3 separate regions of the Mus musculus genome follow, and all the other regions are linked to region 1. Evidence: chromatin contacts called from public HiCAR-type data. All regions are on one chromosome and are shown on one strand. Each heading gives the region's core, a stretch centred on a gene start, on an enhancer-like site or on the middle of the called end of the contact. The rest is flanking DNA. Distances are from core to core; before and after follow the strand shown.

Region 1 (4,791 bases), core at 1,417-3,916:
AAGGTTAAAGAACTGCTGCATTCCAAGCCTGCCTGTCCCACCCCCAGTGTCTCAATCAACTTACGTATGAACACCATCTGATTTTCTTTGTTCAAAAACTAAGGTTCTGCCCTCTGGAGAGGTAAGGTGGAAATCAATATCTAATTCTCCTCCATCTAAAACCTAGAGAAGAGAAAAATACATATTACAAACTTTGAAAATACAAAGTTCTATCAAATAAACCATGTGATGTCAAGATTTTAAAAAGATTTTATCTATTAATGTATTTATTGGAAACAGGGTCTCTTTATGTGGCCCCGGCTGTCTTGGAACTCACTATGAAAACCAGGCTTGGCCAGCCTTTGCTTCCTTCGGAGTGCTGGGATTAAAGGCATGCATCCCCATTTAAAAGATGTGCACGTGGAGGCCAGAGGTTGACATCCTGTATTGTGCTCCAACTTACTTTTGAGACAGGGTCTTATTACATAGCCCAGGCTAGCCTTACCTTGTCATCTTCCTCTCTTAGCCTCCTGAGTATTTAGAATTATCAGCATACAGTACCATGCTTGCTTGCAAGGAAAGTTCTGATGAATAAAATTTCTTTTCTTACCTAGATTCTTTCACTAAACCCATAGCTGGTTTCCCTGTGCCTAGTTTTACTTCCTTTAAATCTGCCTTTCACAGTCTACCTACCTATCTGCTTAATCTTACATGGCCTTGCAAAAAATAAGGGAAAAGGTATTCATCACAAAACACATTTATGGTCCCTTCTGCGTTGCCTCGATGTGTGGTCTATTTTCTTCCTTTGCTACTCCTACCCTAAGACCTGACAGTCTTCAAAGCTAATAAAACCCCAGTACTTATAGTATGCCTCGGAACACTTAAACTATACATCCTACAATCACAATGTCTAGTCAATTCTTCCCTTTTCTAAAACTGGCCTCATTCCTTGCATTCTTAACTCATTTTCAGATTTATTTTTATTTTCTCCAACAATCCTATTCTCTGAAAACCAAAAATCATGCTTTATTCAAATTGCCTGTAGGATGTGATGGTTCATGCTGTAATACCAGTCCTGGGTGGGGGGGGAGGACACGACTTAGAGAAGGACTCCTGTGAGATCGGAGGCTAGCCTGGGCTAAATACTGAATTCAATGCCATTGGATACATAGTTGAAACCTTGTCACAAAAACCAGAGCAACCAACCATCCATCCAACCACAGCCTACCAAACCCATCAAGCCCAAACAAAGCCTGCCTATGAACCCCCAAACTCCTGAGAACCAGGTTTTTCTCAGTTTGTTCCTCCTCCTGGAACAATTCCTTGCATACATTAATTGTTCAGTAAATGCTAAACTTTTGTTCACAAGTGGAAATCAAGAAATATTAAGCTGTAACCTTAGTTGTGCTGAGATTTTTGTATATTATGACTTTAGATACTTCCTGTAATTACTGTAAACATCTATAAATAATCCCAAAGGCTCCACATATAAAAGTTTTACATAAGAATTAAAAAAAGATTTAATAATAAGCGTATTCTGCTGATACTAAAAAGAAAACAATGACACGGGAAGAAAGCTGACAAAGTTCAATGGAAGAAAGGTCATACACTATTATCTTATTTGATTTCAAAGTGATGGATGTACACCCGGGATGACAATGTACCACTAAATACAGCAACAGTCCATTTCAACACATTTCAAAATCTGACTTAGAGATCTTCGCATGGACACAATTCAATACTCCCAAGACTGGGTTTCACTATGCAGCCTTGACTGTTCAGAGATCCACTTGCCTCTGCCACGGGAATGCTGGGGTTAGAGGCGTGTGCCACCACTGCCCAGCCACAATTCAAAACATCGTGCCGATTTTATAATATCGGGATTTGGTGAAAGTGGTGAGAGTGAGTCAAACAAGTGTTATCACTTCGTCCAATAATAAAGAAGAACGTGTATCAACCCCTTACAGCGAACTTCTCAGAACTGTAGGGTATGTAAACTAGCTTGAAATGGCTTGGGGGAATTAAGAAACAAAGAGTAACGCCATTGACGTCACCAGTGCTGGCCTCTTTCCGACCAGAGGAAAGGGAAGAGAGAGGGTAGGTGTCAATTTTAGGACTGGCCAAACTTGTGAGTTCCAGGCTCCCAGGAGCCCCGCTTAAGTACGCCTGCGCCAAGCAGGCCAGTTTCCCAGGAGACCCTCCTCGGATTCACCTCGGTCGCTGTCCCACCTTTTCCAAGTAGGTGAGAGGCGACCATGTGGTGCGGCCCGGCCCAAGGAAGGCTAGCCCACTTCCGCACTTACTTGGTATTCGATCTCCAACGATGCCTTCAGGGGCATGGGCTGGTAGAAACACTCCTTCCGGCCGGCCGGCAGCGTGAAGGTAAAATCACTGTCCAAAGAGGGTGTGAAGCCGGCCGCCCCGCGCAGCAACGCTGCGGGCAGAGCGGACAGGAGCAGCACGGGGAATGGCAGCCACATCCTGCCGCCCATCCCTGTCGATCTCTGCCTGGACGCGTGTAGGGAGGTGCGGGATACTGGTGTCTCCGATTTGAAATCCCGATCTGAGGGAACTTCAGGCAGCGGCGAGCCTCACTCTCTTGGAAGGTGGAAGCACTGCCTTCCACTGGGCCGGGCGAGGGCGGGGCCAGCGTCCCCTTTCGGCTGCCTTCTGGGTTTCGCATCCTTCCTTCACACCAGACTTGTCGGTTTCGGCTTCCCTCACACACGCCAATCAACGTTGGCGGGGGTAACGACGGGAAATGTAGTCCGAGGTGACCACGGCACGCCGCTCATCCGCGCTTCCAGACTCATTTCCCGGCATGCCCTGCGCCCCGCTCCCGTTCGCAGAGCCCCGCGTGGTGGGCGGGGTCGGGGCCCGGGAGGCGGGTCCCAACGGCTGCCGCGGCGGTTCGAACTCGGCGCCTCGGAGGTTCGCTGGTTCTCCTCATCGAGAGTCAGAGGCTTCCATGTCGTGGGCTGCGAGAGTGTCCCAGGCTTCCGAGCGCAGAGGAGGCTCGCGGTGCGCCGTGGTCTGGGGACGCTAACCCCGCCTGCGATCTGGGTGGTGAGCAAACGCCTCCTGGCTGGAAAAGGGCTTTCCCGAGGGGTTTGTTTTCTCTTGGGACAGTCGACCTGCGCCTGGCCTGCTTGTGAGGCGTTTTCTTTTATTTGAGGCAGAATCGGAAAGGAGGCTGCCAGACTTTGCTCTACTCCCTACAGGCAGATGGAGGACCTCTTTCTTGAAATAAAATACTGTATAAAACCATGTACTCTTTCTCAAGCGGAAAGTCCTGTCACAGGATTTTATAGAGTGTAAAGTGCTTGTCCTTCGCTCGATGAGTGTGCGTGTGTGAGAACTCATTTTTCACTAGACTTGAAGATACGGTTGTCAGGGCCGCCCTATAGGTAAGATGATAAGCCTTTCTACGTACACATACTACAGGTAAACGTAGGAAAATGAGGATGTTTAAATACCAGACGTATCCAATTCTGAACGGCTAGAAAATTCTTACGTGAAAATGCACAAGTTGCTGAACGTAAAAGCCTGACTTAAATGGTGTCCTACAGTACTGATCAGCATTTTCTAGTCTCAAGTTTCTTCTTTTCTCTCCTCCATTATTCTGTACGAAGCTAGAGATGTTGCATAGATGTGAAGTAGCATGGATTCCTGAGCCACTGACTGGGGAAGTCTTCCAGCTTATGCAGAAGCAAATTTGTTAAAAAGAAAACCAGAAACAGGGTAGAAAAGGGTAGAAACATTTACATCTACAAAATATCTCGTTTAATTTTAGGCCTCAACTTTTTCCAATAAGGTGCGAGGTGTTTTTTTGTTTTTGTTTTTTTTTCCAATCCACCCTACTCCTGAGAAATTTTGCGTGGGAAATTAATGTACCAGGACCGTTTTTACCTGAGTGAGGGAGGGAGAAGGCAGTTTATTCATTTATCCGTTCAAAATAATTGAGTTTTCCTAAGTGCATTACACTCTTGAACATAATAGGTGGGAATTAATAATATCTGTAACCCAAATTTTAAGAAAGGCAATGAAAGAGGTGCTACAGTGAAAAAAAAATTAAATGGAATATGAGAGAGAAGTGAAATTGTAAGATTATGCAGAAAGTTCTATAGTAGGAGTGGAAATTCTAAAACTTTTTAGTTTTTATTTTAGTAATTACAATAATAAAGCATCCTTTACTGTGATTTCAAGAATATTAATTTTACTCTGTGTCTGTGGGTGTTTGGGATCCTCTGAAACTCGAGTTACAGACCATTGTAAGCTACCATGTGGGGGCTGAGAATATCAGTGGCAACCCTTTGAAAGAGCAATGCCTTTAAACCCAGAGCCATCTCTCCAGCCCATCATGATCTTTCTTTTTTTTTTCTTTTTTTTTTTTTTAAGATTTATTTATTATTTATTATATGTAAGTACACTGTAGCTGTCTTCTGACATTCCAGAAGAGGGAGTCAGATCTCGTTACGGATGGTTGTGAGCCACCATGTGGTTGCTGTGATTTGAACTCTGGACCTTTGGAAGAGCAGTCAGGTGCTCTTACCTGCTGAGCCATCTCACCAGCCCCATGATCTTTCTTTTATGGCCAAGAAACTTAGTTTCATGCTCACAGGTTGGTGCAGCAAACAGTTCACTGCATGTAGTTCTATGAGTTGAACTGCTAACTGTCATTTTTGTTTTGTTTTGTATTTTTTTGAGACCATGTCATACTATACAGGCCAGGTTGGCTTTGCGCTCACAGAGACCCACTTGCCTCTACTTCCCAAGTGCTAGGATTAAAGGAATGGTAACCATATCCACTCT
Region 2 (4,791 bases), core at 1,667-4,166, 2.1 Mb after region 1:
ATCACCACCATGCTGAAAGGTAGGAGGGGGAGGGGGAGCAGAGAGAAGGCCTAGATCCCTGGTTCAGCCTGTAACTAACTTCAAGACCAACCAATGAGTCATACCTAATGGTGTCAGGGTGCGGTCCTTCTCCAGGGAGCCATCCACATGGTACTGGGAATGCCGGATGAGGAAGATGTGCCTTGTGGCCTTGGCCTTATAGTGATCCAGCCTGGATGTCAACTCGTCTTCTCCAGATTCCACATTCCTTTTCTTCAGGTTAATGAGTGACAGTGGCTCTCGCCTAATTGTAAAAGTATGTCTTATCTTATGACCTCTTGTCCAAGACACCTTTCAGTGCTTGGGAAAAGGCCTGGGGGAGAAGCCCAGGCCAGAGAGCCTAGCCTCACAGACTCTTCCCGAAAAGGCTAGGCTCGCTCTGGTTGATACATATATTATTCCTGCATATAACATGAAGCCTCAGGTTCATGTTCCTGGTGAAGACAGGCTGGGTGAAGAGATGGCTCACAGGTTAAAGTGCTTGTTATACAAGCAGGAAGACTAGAGTCCAGAAGCCACATAAATACTGGGTAGGTATAATGGCCCACTTATAATTGCAGCCTCAGAACGTGGAGACGGGACCCCTAGAAGAAGCTGTCTAGTCAGACTACTTGTGTTGCAAGTTCTCGGTTTGACTGAGAGGCCATGCCTTAAACAATAATCCAGAAGTATGATTGAGAAACAATTTCCATAACTACCCCGGGCTTTCCCACAGACCTACACACATGTGATCTCACACACGTGCACATGAGACGGGAAAAAAAAAAAAGGAGAAACCCAATGATGCCTCAAATAAGCAAGCAGTGTCAAGAGATGTGAGAGTGGATAGTTGCACTGCAGCGGAGCCTAGAACTGTACTGTCTGTGTGACTCCAATAGTCTTGGGGCTGTTTCATTCATTTACTACTTCTGCTGGTGATAAGACAGGCCCTCTCAGTGTAGCTCAGGCTGACGTCACAACAATTCTACTTCAGCCTTCCAAGTATGAGGAGTACAAGCGAGCATATACTAACATCCCTAACGTAAGTTAAAAATACTAGGCACAGGACCTTGGCTGTGCTTTCTCACAGTACAAGTCTGGACTCCTCACACTCTGGAAAAGCTGAGGCGGAAGGATCACAAAAGGCCAGGTTGAATAAGTAAGTCTAACTATACTTAGGTCTTTCGTAGCTCAAGATTCCACACTCAATATTCAATCAACCGGGCATCAAAAAATACTCAAAAGTTTGCATCTGAACTAAACAGACCTTTTTGTATGTGATTTTTTTTTAAAACCTCAAGCTATATATTTTAACAACTACTTAGGTAGCAATTTTATTGTACTGAGTGTGATAAATAATCTAGGAATGATTTAAAGTATACAGGAGGATAAGCTAGATGCCTAGGTTATCTGTAAATACTTCATTATCATGAACATCCACAGAGTTTGATATGTTCAGGGATCATGGACCCAATCCCCCACCATACAGAGGGATTACTATAATTAATTTTAAATCAAATAAAAATAGAGCTCTTTTCTAAGTCACACTAAACACACTTTAAGTGTTGAGCAGTCACTGGGGTAGTGGCCATCACAATGTTGAGGACTGTAGTTAGTGGAGTGGACGTAGGAGCCGAAGAAACTGAAGCTACTCAGTTAAATGTAGGAGGCAGGAATAGGACAAGTCAGAGCTGCCCAAATTAACACAATGGTGGAAGAGGAAGGTCTGGAAAGGGTGGTGGTGGCGGCTCAAGCATGATCTGAGCAGGCTAACCTGGGGTGTTAGTCCCATATACAGACCAGGCCAAAGTCTTGCTGCAGCTACAGGGCCGTGTGTGGGGCTGGACCAGACAAAATTTGGAGACGACTGTCAGAGAGGAAGGCATACCAGAAAGAAACCAAGTGGATATGCCCCTTTTAGTCCCTTCCGGCACTTGTTGATCCATCTGTCATGCATCCTTCCCCACCTAACAAGGCCACTGTACCAATCCATCCACGTAAGCAGACACAGCAAGCAAATATGAAACATTTAAAATCAGGTCATTTCTTTTTTCTTTCTTTCTTTTTTTTTTTTTTTTTTTTTTGAGACAAGGTGTTTCTATATAGCCCAGAATTCAGAGTTCTGCCTGCCTCTGACTCCCAGTGCTGGGATTAAAGCTGCATGCCACTCGCTATACATGCCACTGTACCCGGCTTCCATGGGTAACCCAACCCTTGGCTCTACTTCACGCACGGGTTCTCTGGCCTCTGAAGGGATAGCATGCTTGCAGTCCCAATCTTCCCCAAGCTGCAGGAGGAGAATTTGTGAGGCAAACCTGGCTGTCTATCAAGACCCTGACTCTGAGTAAGACTTAATCCTTTGGAATTTCAGGCCCACAGAGGATGGTGGTCCTGGGACAAAGACCTGGTGCACTGTCTCTGAACAAGGACTCTTCGAGTATGGGGTCCGGGCGGTTAGAGGTCCCTCAGAGAGACGGGTGGCCCAGGCGCGAAGACCTTCGGGAGGTGCGCCATCCAGGCACTGCCACCGATTCACACAAACTCAAGACCCACTAGCACGCAGCGTCCCCTTCCCTTCAGAGCACCGATCTCCGCCATCCCGGGATGGAGGTGAGGAAGCAGGGCCGAGCCCAAACCTCCCGTCCCCGCACCTGTCCCAGTTGGTGTCCCAGACGCCGCGCCCGGCTCGCGCTCCTGTCCAGGCCGGCGGCTCGGTCGCGCGCGTGTCTGCATCCCCGCCACCTCGCGGCTTCCCTACCGCGACCGCCGAGAAGAGAACAGCGGCCGAGCCACCGGCCAGACCACAGGCCGCCAGCTGAAGCGCCTGCCGGAAAGCCATGCCGCAAATCGCGCGACCTGACGGCGGGACGCCAGGAGCAGACTTCCGCTTCCGGCTGGTGGAAGTCCCGCCCCTTCCCCCCCCCCCGACGAATCAGGAAACGCGGCCCAGGGCGCCACCTGCCGGTGGTCGCAGGGTAGCAGGCGCAGATGCCTGCCCTTTAGTGGGTGGAAATCAGGCACTGGGGTTTATTTATTTATTTTATTTTATTTTTTTGGTTTTTCGAGACAGGGTTTCTCAGTGTAGCCCTGGCTGTCCTGGAACTCACTCTGTAGACCAGGCTGGCCTCGAACTCAGAAATCTGCCTGCAGGCACTGGGTTTATATGAATTGAAAAACCTCAAGTTTGGCACTTCAATTTGAAGTTTTTATGTTTTCATTTGTAATCTTTAAGTGTATGCATACTCTCAACTTTCACCTCCTGAATTCTTTCCATTTTTTTCCCTAAGAACCTTCTTCATTCAACTATCAACCCTCCATTCCCCACCCCTAGTCCCTGGCACCTACCATCGCGCCTCCAAGTTTTACCGCTCTAGTTGCTTTTGACCAATTGACCGGGTCCTTCTGTGTAGGAAAGGTGTCCACCTGCTCTTCCAGGGCCATTGTACCCAAGGCCTAGGGACTAGACTGGCAGGCCCACGGACTTACAGCTCCAGGCTTGGGCTTTAACTACCAAGCGGCCCAGCACTTGGCAGCTGTTATAATTTTCATCTTTGAGCAACAATGAACAGCAGCAGGCATTTGGTAATATTACTGCTCCTGAATGAACCTCTAACCTCAGACATTCTCAGAACCCTTGGCCTTCCACAATGGCTAAGGCGGTCCTTTGGCTAGACAGCTCCCTAAAAGTCTTAGCAACAGGATCTGTTTTTTCCACAGCCTTCTTTCACCTCAGCTCTCTATTCTCTCTAGCCTCAGCCTTTTGGTGTTCCTAGCTCAGCCTACCCTACTATTGATAAAAATAAATTAAATTTTTTTTACAAAAACCCTCTAAGGCCTGACATACCAAAAAAAAAAAGGATACAGAGGCTGTATTTCACACTGACTGAAACGTGAGTTTCAGTCGGCTTATATATAAAGAGAAAAGGGTGTTATGGCAAGGGTCTTAGCCCCAATCCTGGCAGTCCTTCATGCACGTTTGAATCAATCGCAGGTTTTCTGCAGAGCCACCAAGGGAGAGCCTCCCCCTGGCCTGGATGAGACGATTGCAAGGTCATCAGAGTTCACTACCATGCTGTCTTGCTCAGTGTCGGTGGAGGCTGTCTGGACAGATCATGACTGGAGCAAGTCTTCCACGGAGGTTCTGGTGGCCCATATGACTGCAGAGGTGTCTGCCCAGTGAGCCCCAATATCTAAACTGGCTGCCAGGAGGGCAGTGTGGCTAGTTGTCCTTAAGAGGCTGCTTTCCTGACAGGACCTCAGCCAGGCACCAGAGCAGGACCTGTTAGATGCTTTAATCTTTCACAGGAAGCATCAATAGGGTGTGTGTAACAAAAATCTGTAACAAAATTACAGTATAGTTCTTTTTTTTTTATTTTATTTTGTTTTGTTTTTTTGAGACAGGGTTTCTCTGTGTAGCCCTGGCTGTCCTGGAACTCACTTTGTAGACCAGGCTGGCCTTGAACTCAGAAATCCGCCTGCCTCTGCCTCCCGAGTGCTGGGATCAATGGTGTGCGACACCACGCCCAGCTACAGAATAGTTCTTCTTTAACAGTGCTTCCTTACTGCCTCTTTGTCCCACAGGGATGTAGGTCTCCCTGATTTGTATTCTAGGTACCTTAAATTATTTGGACTCCCACAGTCTGTCCTCTTGGAACTAGGTGTCCTTTTCTGTGTCTTTCTTTCTTTTTCTTTTTCCTTCCTCTGAGATGGGGGTCCCATCATACTGTGTAGACTTGGATGCCTTGGGGCATGCTGTATAGACCAGACTGGCCT
Region 3 (4,791 bases), core at 1,195-3,694, 2.0 Mb after region 1:
ATGCGTTCCAGGCTAGCATGAGCTTATACTTGGAGGGTTTACACTCAAACCACACCATTCTTGTAGTGCAAAGAAAAGTCCACCATAAAGTTCTAGATCTGACTTCTTTCCCCCAAGGTAACCAACCAGTGATCTGGTAGCAAGTTAACAACATTGCATTGGGAAGGGGGCAATCTTTTCTTTCTGGAATGACAGCATGGATATTGACTTGCCTACTCTGTATGGAATGCGTCTACACAAACTATCATCTACAGACTCACTAATTCCACCATCGTTGTACTCTATGCAGTGTTGTTTTCGATCAAGGAATTCACACCAAATGAAGTGCACCCTGGCTCCATGAGCATGGAATTCATGGGTCTTGCTATGCAGGGAACATCAATCTAGGATTTATTTTTATTTGAATGATAGAACCCGGAATGATACAATTACAGTATTATGCACCACATAACAACAATCTAGTTAATGATATTACCAGTTGTGACTCTGAAGGATTGTAATGAAACTTTAAAATTCCTATGGTCTAGTATTAATATTGTCTCTTTTCTATGTTTAGATGCACAGATTCCATTACAAATATTTAAAATTGTTAAGGCTTAGGTAAAATGTAAGGCCTAGTAACAGTTTCCTGACTAGTGTGCCATTCATTATAAGCAAACTTTCTCATATGTTTTTTGTTTGTTTGTTTGTTTTGTTTTGTTTTGTTTTGTTTTGTTTCAAGACAGGGTTTTTCTGTATAGCCCATAGCCCTGGCTGTCCTGGAACTCACTTTGTAGACCAGGCTGGCCTCGAACTCAGAAATCCTCCTGCCTCTGCCTCCCAAGTGCTGGGATTAAAGGCATGCACCTGTTTTTGCTGTTAATAGGAAACTTTCTAATGCCAAGTTGATTACATAGTCTGTTATGTTCTATACCCTTGGAAACCAATTGTGTTAGATATCAGTAGAACTGTGTCATTTGCAATAAGCTTGGACCTGAACCAACCACTCAATAGCTCTTCCTGCACCTGTGTATAAACTTTCATGGTATAAGCTGTCCCTAGGATGAACCCCAACATAAGAGAGACACCTGCACCAATATAAGAAATTATTTGGAATAAGACTTTCATTTTGACTAGTGGCCGAGTAAAGTTTAAGTTCCTAAGGCCTATTGGGAATTGACATCCTACTTGGCAGAAAGAAATATGTACATGGGTACTGTGACAAGTTAGGACATGAATGTTAGGTAAGTCAAGTCCCTGCAAGTTGAGTACCCAGATCAATGGGAGCAGGGTACATATACAACAAAGACAAGTTCCTAAGTAAACCCTCTATCCCTAAATCCTGATTGGTGGAATAATTTAGCACAGATGTTTGTGGATTTTAGGCTTAAAAACTCTATATAATCTTAACTGGGGGGTGGGGGTGAGGGTCACAGTTCAGTTCCCAAATGTGAACAGTGGCCCAGCCAATCACATTAGAGATTACCTAATATCCACCCCCCAATAAGAAGGCCCACACACCCTTGACTGCGGACACCATTTCAAAAAATGTGACCCACATACTGCTTGTTTCTTCAGAATAAACGCTCTTTGTCTTTGCATATTATCTATGTCTGGGGTCTTCTTCGGCGATTTTCAGACCGGTACAAATCCATGTTCCCGGAGGCAGCCACTGCTACTTTTATATCCTTTCAAAAGTATTTGAGTAAATCTTTGTAGACATAGGCAAAGACGCATTTCCACATATATTTACAAATGTGTCTGTGTATGTGTTTTCTTTTTACAAAACAAACAAACAAACAAACAAACAAACAAACAGATGTTTAATACTTTTTTGAAGCTGTTCACCAGCAAAGACATTACTCCGAGCTGCTCAAGAACCACTGTGTGTGGACTTTGCTTCTCTGTCTTCAGTGACTTTCTTCCAGGGCATTGTTTTTGCCAGTGTTTCTCTCTCACCGGGGGGTCACCAACATGCTTGTAGCATACAACTCGGGAATGACACAAGATCCTAAGAAACAGGATTTAAAGATACCGCAAATCAGCCCTCAGAGACGAGTTACCTGTTTCTATTCTAATTGACATCTTAAATTATGCTCCTTGCGAAGGGCTGGCCCACTGTACCAAGCTTTCACATTTTGTAATCTGACGTGTGAAAATAGCACCTTATCTCGGAATTACAAGTGAGGTTTTAAGGACCTTCCGATCTATAAGTTACTCGGTCTTTTTTTTTTTTTGGCCCGAATCTAACATGGTGCCCTCCACAGCTACTTCCGTGCTTTTGCAGGAAGGTAAGTGCGCCTGCCTGCCAGCATCAAAGATGGCAACAAGGTGCACATTCTCTCATCTGCGCAGGCTCCGATCGCTCCGCCCCGCCCCCTCCGGATAGCCTTTTCTGGCACCGCTCTAGCCGTCGCTCTCGGTGGGCACGGCCGCCAGCCAATCACAGGGCGTACCGCTCTGCTCCCCTCCCCCTCGCCTCCCGTGGATCAGCTGGGGTACCCGAGATGTCTGTTGACAGCGGTGGCGGCGACTGTAAGGCCGGTTCCGGGATCCGCGCAGGGCGTGGGGTAAGCTGGCCGGCGGGTGGGGTCCTGGCTGGGGAGGCAGGCGGCGGCCAGGCTATAGCAGCGGTGCTGAGCGTTTTTTAAGTAGTCCCTGAGCCGGCGTTTCTGGGTCTCTGTAGATGTGAGTCCTATGGAGCTACACGGGGAAGAGCAGCCGCCGCCGCCGCAGGAACCCTGGGGGAGGCTTCTTCGTCTAGGCGCAGAGGAGGACGAACCCCAGATCCTTCTTTGGAAACGCGAGTGGACCATCGGAAGGAGGAGAGGTGCGGTGGCCAGAGTGGAGTGAGGACGAGGATAAAGGCTAAAGGGGTAGACAGGGATGAAGCATAGGGACCTAAAGTGGGTACCCAACTGAGAGGAGACCGAGGGCCTAGAACAGGATCGAAGACCTAGTCAGAGTGGGTTTAGATGGGGAAACCGACAGGGGGTTTGAAGTGGGAAAAGTACCCGGCTGGCGATACAGAAGCTACTGGAATTCGGGGGGTGTGTGTGTGTGCACTGTTTTTCAACCCCCCCCCCCCCCCATAAAATGGGCTTATTTATTTGTGCAGTTGCTCTTCTGGATGCTTGATGATGGATATCAGTCAGTTCTCAGTACAACTTTGTGAAATAGATCTGTAAATATATCCTTCGAAATACGATCTTGTCCTCATTACTGTACACTTCTCTTTCTCAATGAAATGCAATTAGAAATTATTAACAAAAGGAAAACTGAAAAAAGGTATGTAGAAATTTGACACCACTGTTAAAAGGTTGACGGGTGAAAAAAAATAAACCACAGGGACTTTAGAAAAAATGTTTTGTGACAAATGAGAACAAAGAATATGCTGGAAGACTAGGACACTGTTAAACCAGTGCTCTGAGGGCAACTTATAATGGCAGGGTTTCTATTTGAAAAGATCTCAAAGTCCCAGGAAATAGAATAATTTATTTAATGAACTTAGGAAACTGAGAATTTGAACAAAGTTATACACAGATCCCAACATCGATTGCTTTGGGTCAAGGACATACATTTCTTTTTTTCGTTTGTTTTTGTTTTTGTTTTTTTTGGGGGGGCGGTTATGAGGCAGGGTTTCTATGTATAGCCTTGGCTGTCCTGGAACTCACTCTGTAGACCAGGCTGGCCTCAAGCTCAGAAATCCACCTGCCTGTGCCTCCCGAGTGCTGGGATTAGGACATAGATTTCTATAACTTGTGTCCACCTTATTTTGCTAGGAGGATTGATAAAATCTTACATGAACTGCTTGTGTGTAACCTAGCTTTGGACTCGGAGAGAGCTTAGATGGTAAAGTGCTTGAGGACCTGAGTTCAAATCCCCAGAGCCTATGTAAAAAACTAAGTGTGGTGGTACATGACTAGTCCTAGTTGTGAGGAGGCAGAGACAGAAGGAGCCACGTTTGCTTGCTGGGACTACTTTTGCAGACTTCTTGAGCTCTAGGCTCTCATTGAGAGACCCTGTCTGCCTCTGCAAACATGATCATGTGCACATGCATACACATACATTAGAGAGCCTCTCACCATAATACACATATCAAGACACTGCATTGCATGTTAAAACAAAAAACAAAAACCTGCTTTCTAATAGAAATGCTTTTAATAATTACTTTCACTAACAATGTAAAGGTCACTGCACTAGTTTGCTGATACTATGTGGAAGGCTAAAACTAACCCCTGGAGGTTGTTCTCTGATCTTCACACTAAAAGTTTTACGGGATTTTAAATGGAATTGACTTTGAATGCCAGAGGAGAAGAAAAGTAGTGTCTTTTTTTTTTTTTTTTTCTTACTTTTTTTCTTTTTTGGTTTTTTGAGGCAAGGTTTTCCTGTATAACAGCCCTGGCTGTCTTGGAACTTCCTTTGTAGACCATGCTGGCCTCAAAGTCATAGAGATCTGCCTGCTTCTGCCTCTCAAGTGCTGGGATTAAAGGCGTGCGCCACCACAGCACAGAATCTTCTAACTCCTGCTTTTTTCTGTCTCCTCAAGCCAGTGTCACTGGCAGATACCCTCACCATGACTTTCTACAGCTTCCACTAGTTGTCAGTTACTTCCTCTTTCAGGGGCCTGGGTAGAACCTGTGAACCCAGCATCCATGGGGCCTTCCCTAGCTGGGCCATGTCTGTGTCTTACCTTTTCATGTACTCATCTTCTTCTTTGGTGCCTAAGTTGTGTCTGCGTGTTGGCTGGGTCTGTTGAGCTATTGGCAGGGAATGCAAAGATCACTATGTAGAAACTCAGTGACTGTCAGA

What was found. HiCAR-type assays count read pairs that join an accessible place to other places.
Region 2: a HiCAR-type map of astrocytes shows a contact between it and region 1, with 5 times the contacts expected there. The contact joins the promoter of Pgam5 here to the promoter of Tmed5 in region 1. A contact is called at or near these places in 2 of 39 promoter capture datasets (hippocampal neurons and pre-B cells), 1 of 115 datasets of contacts at active chromatin or transcription factors (astrocytes) and 1 of 9 other capture datasets (liver).
Region 3: a HiCAR-type map of astrocytes shows a contact between it and region 1, with 4 times the contacts expected there. The contact joins the promoter of Chfr here to the promoter of Tmed5 in region 1. A contact is called at or near these places in 2 of 39 promoter capture datasets (cranial neural crest and hippocampal neurons) and 1 of 115 datasets of contacts at active chromatin or transcription factors (astrocytes).

Annotation. Positions count from the first base shown.
Region 1 is chr5:108,129,954-108,134,744 of GRCm38.p6, forward strand. Tmed5 (transmembrane p24 trafficking protein 5) reads right to left here and starts at 2,667. Exons shown (of 4, transcript NM_028876.3): 1 at 2,283-2,667; 2 at 65-162. The coding sequence starts at 2,471. It overlaps Ccdc18 (coiled-coil domain containing 18), which reads left to right and starts at 2,961. Exons shown (of 29, transcript NM_028481.1): 1 at 2,961-3,045.
Region 2 is chr5:110,266,983-110,271,773 of GRCm38.p6, forward strand. Pgam5 (phosphoglycerate mutase family member 5) reads right to left here and starts at 2,917. Exons shown (of 6, transcript NM_001163538.1): 1 at 2,670-2,917; 2 at 105-283. The coding sequence starts at 2,857.
Region 3 is chr5:110,133,386-110,138,176 of GRCm38.p6, forward strand. It overlaps Chfr (checkpoint with forkhead and ring finger domains), which reads left to right and starts at 2,445. Exons shown (of 18, transcript NM_001289577.1): 1 at 2,445-2,549; 2 at 2,666-2,809. The coding sequence starts at 2,677.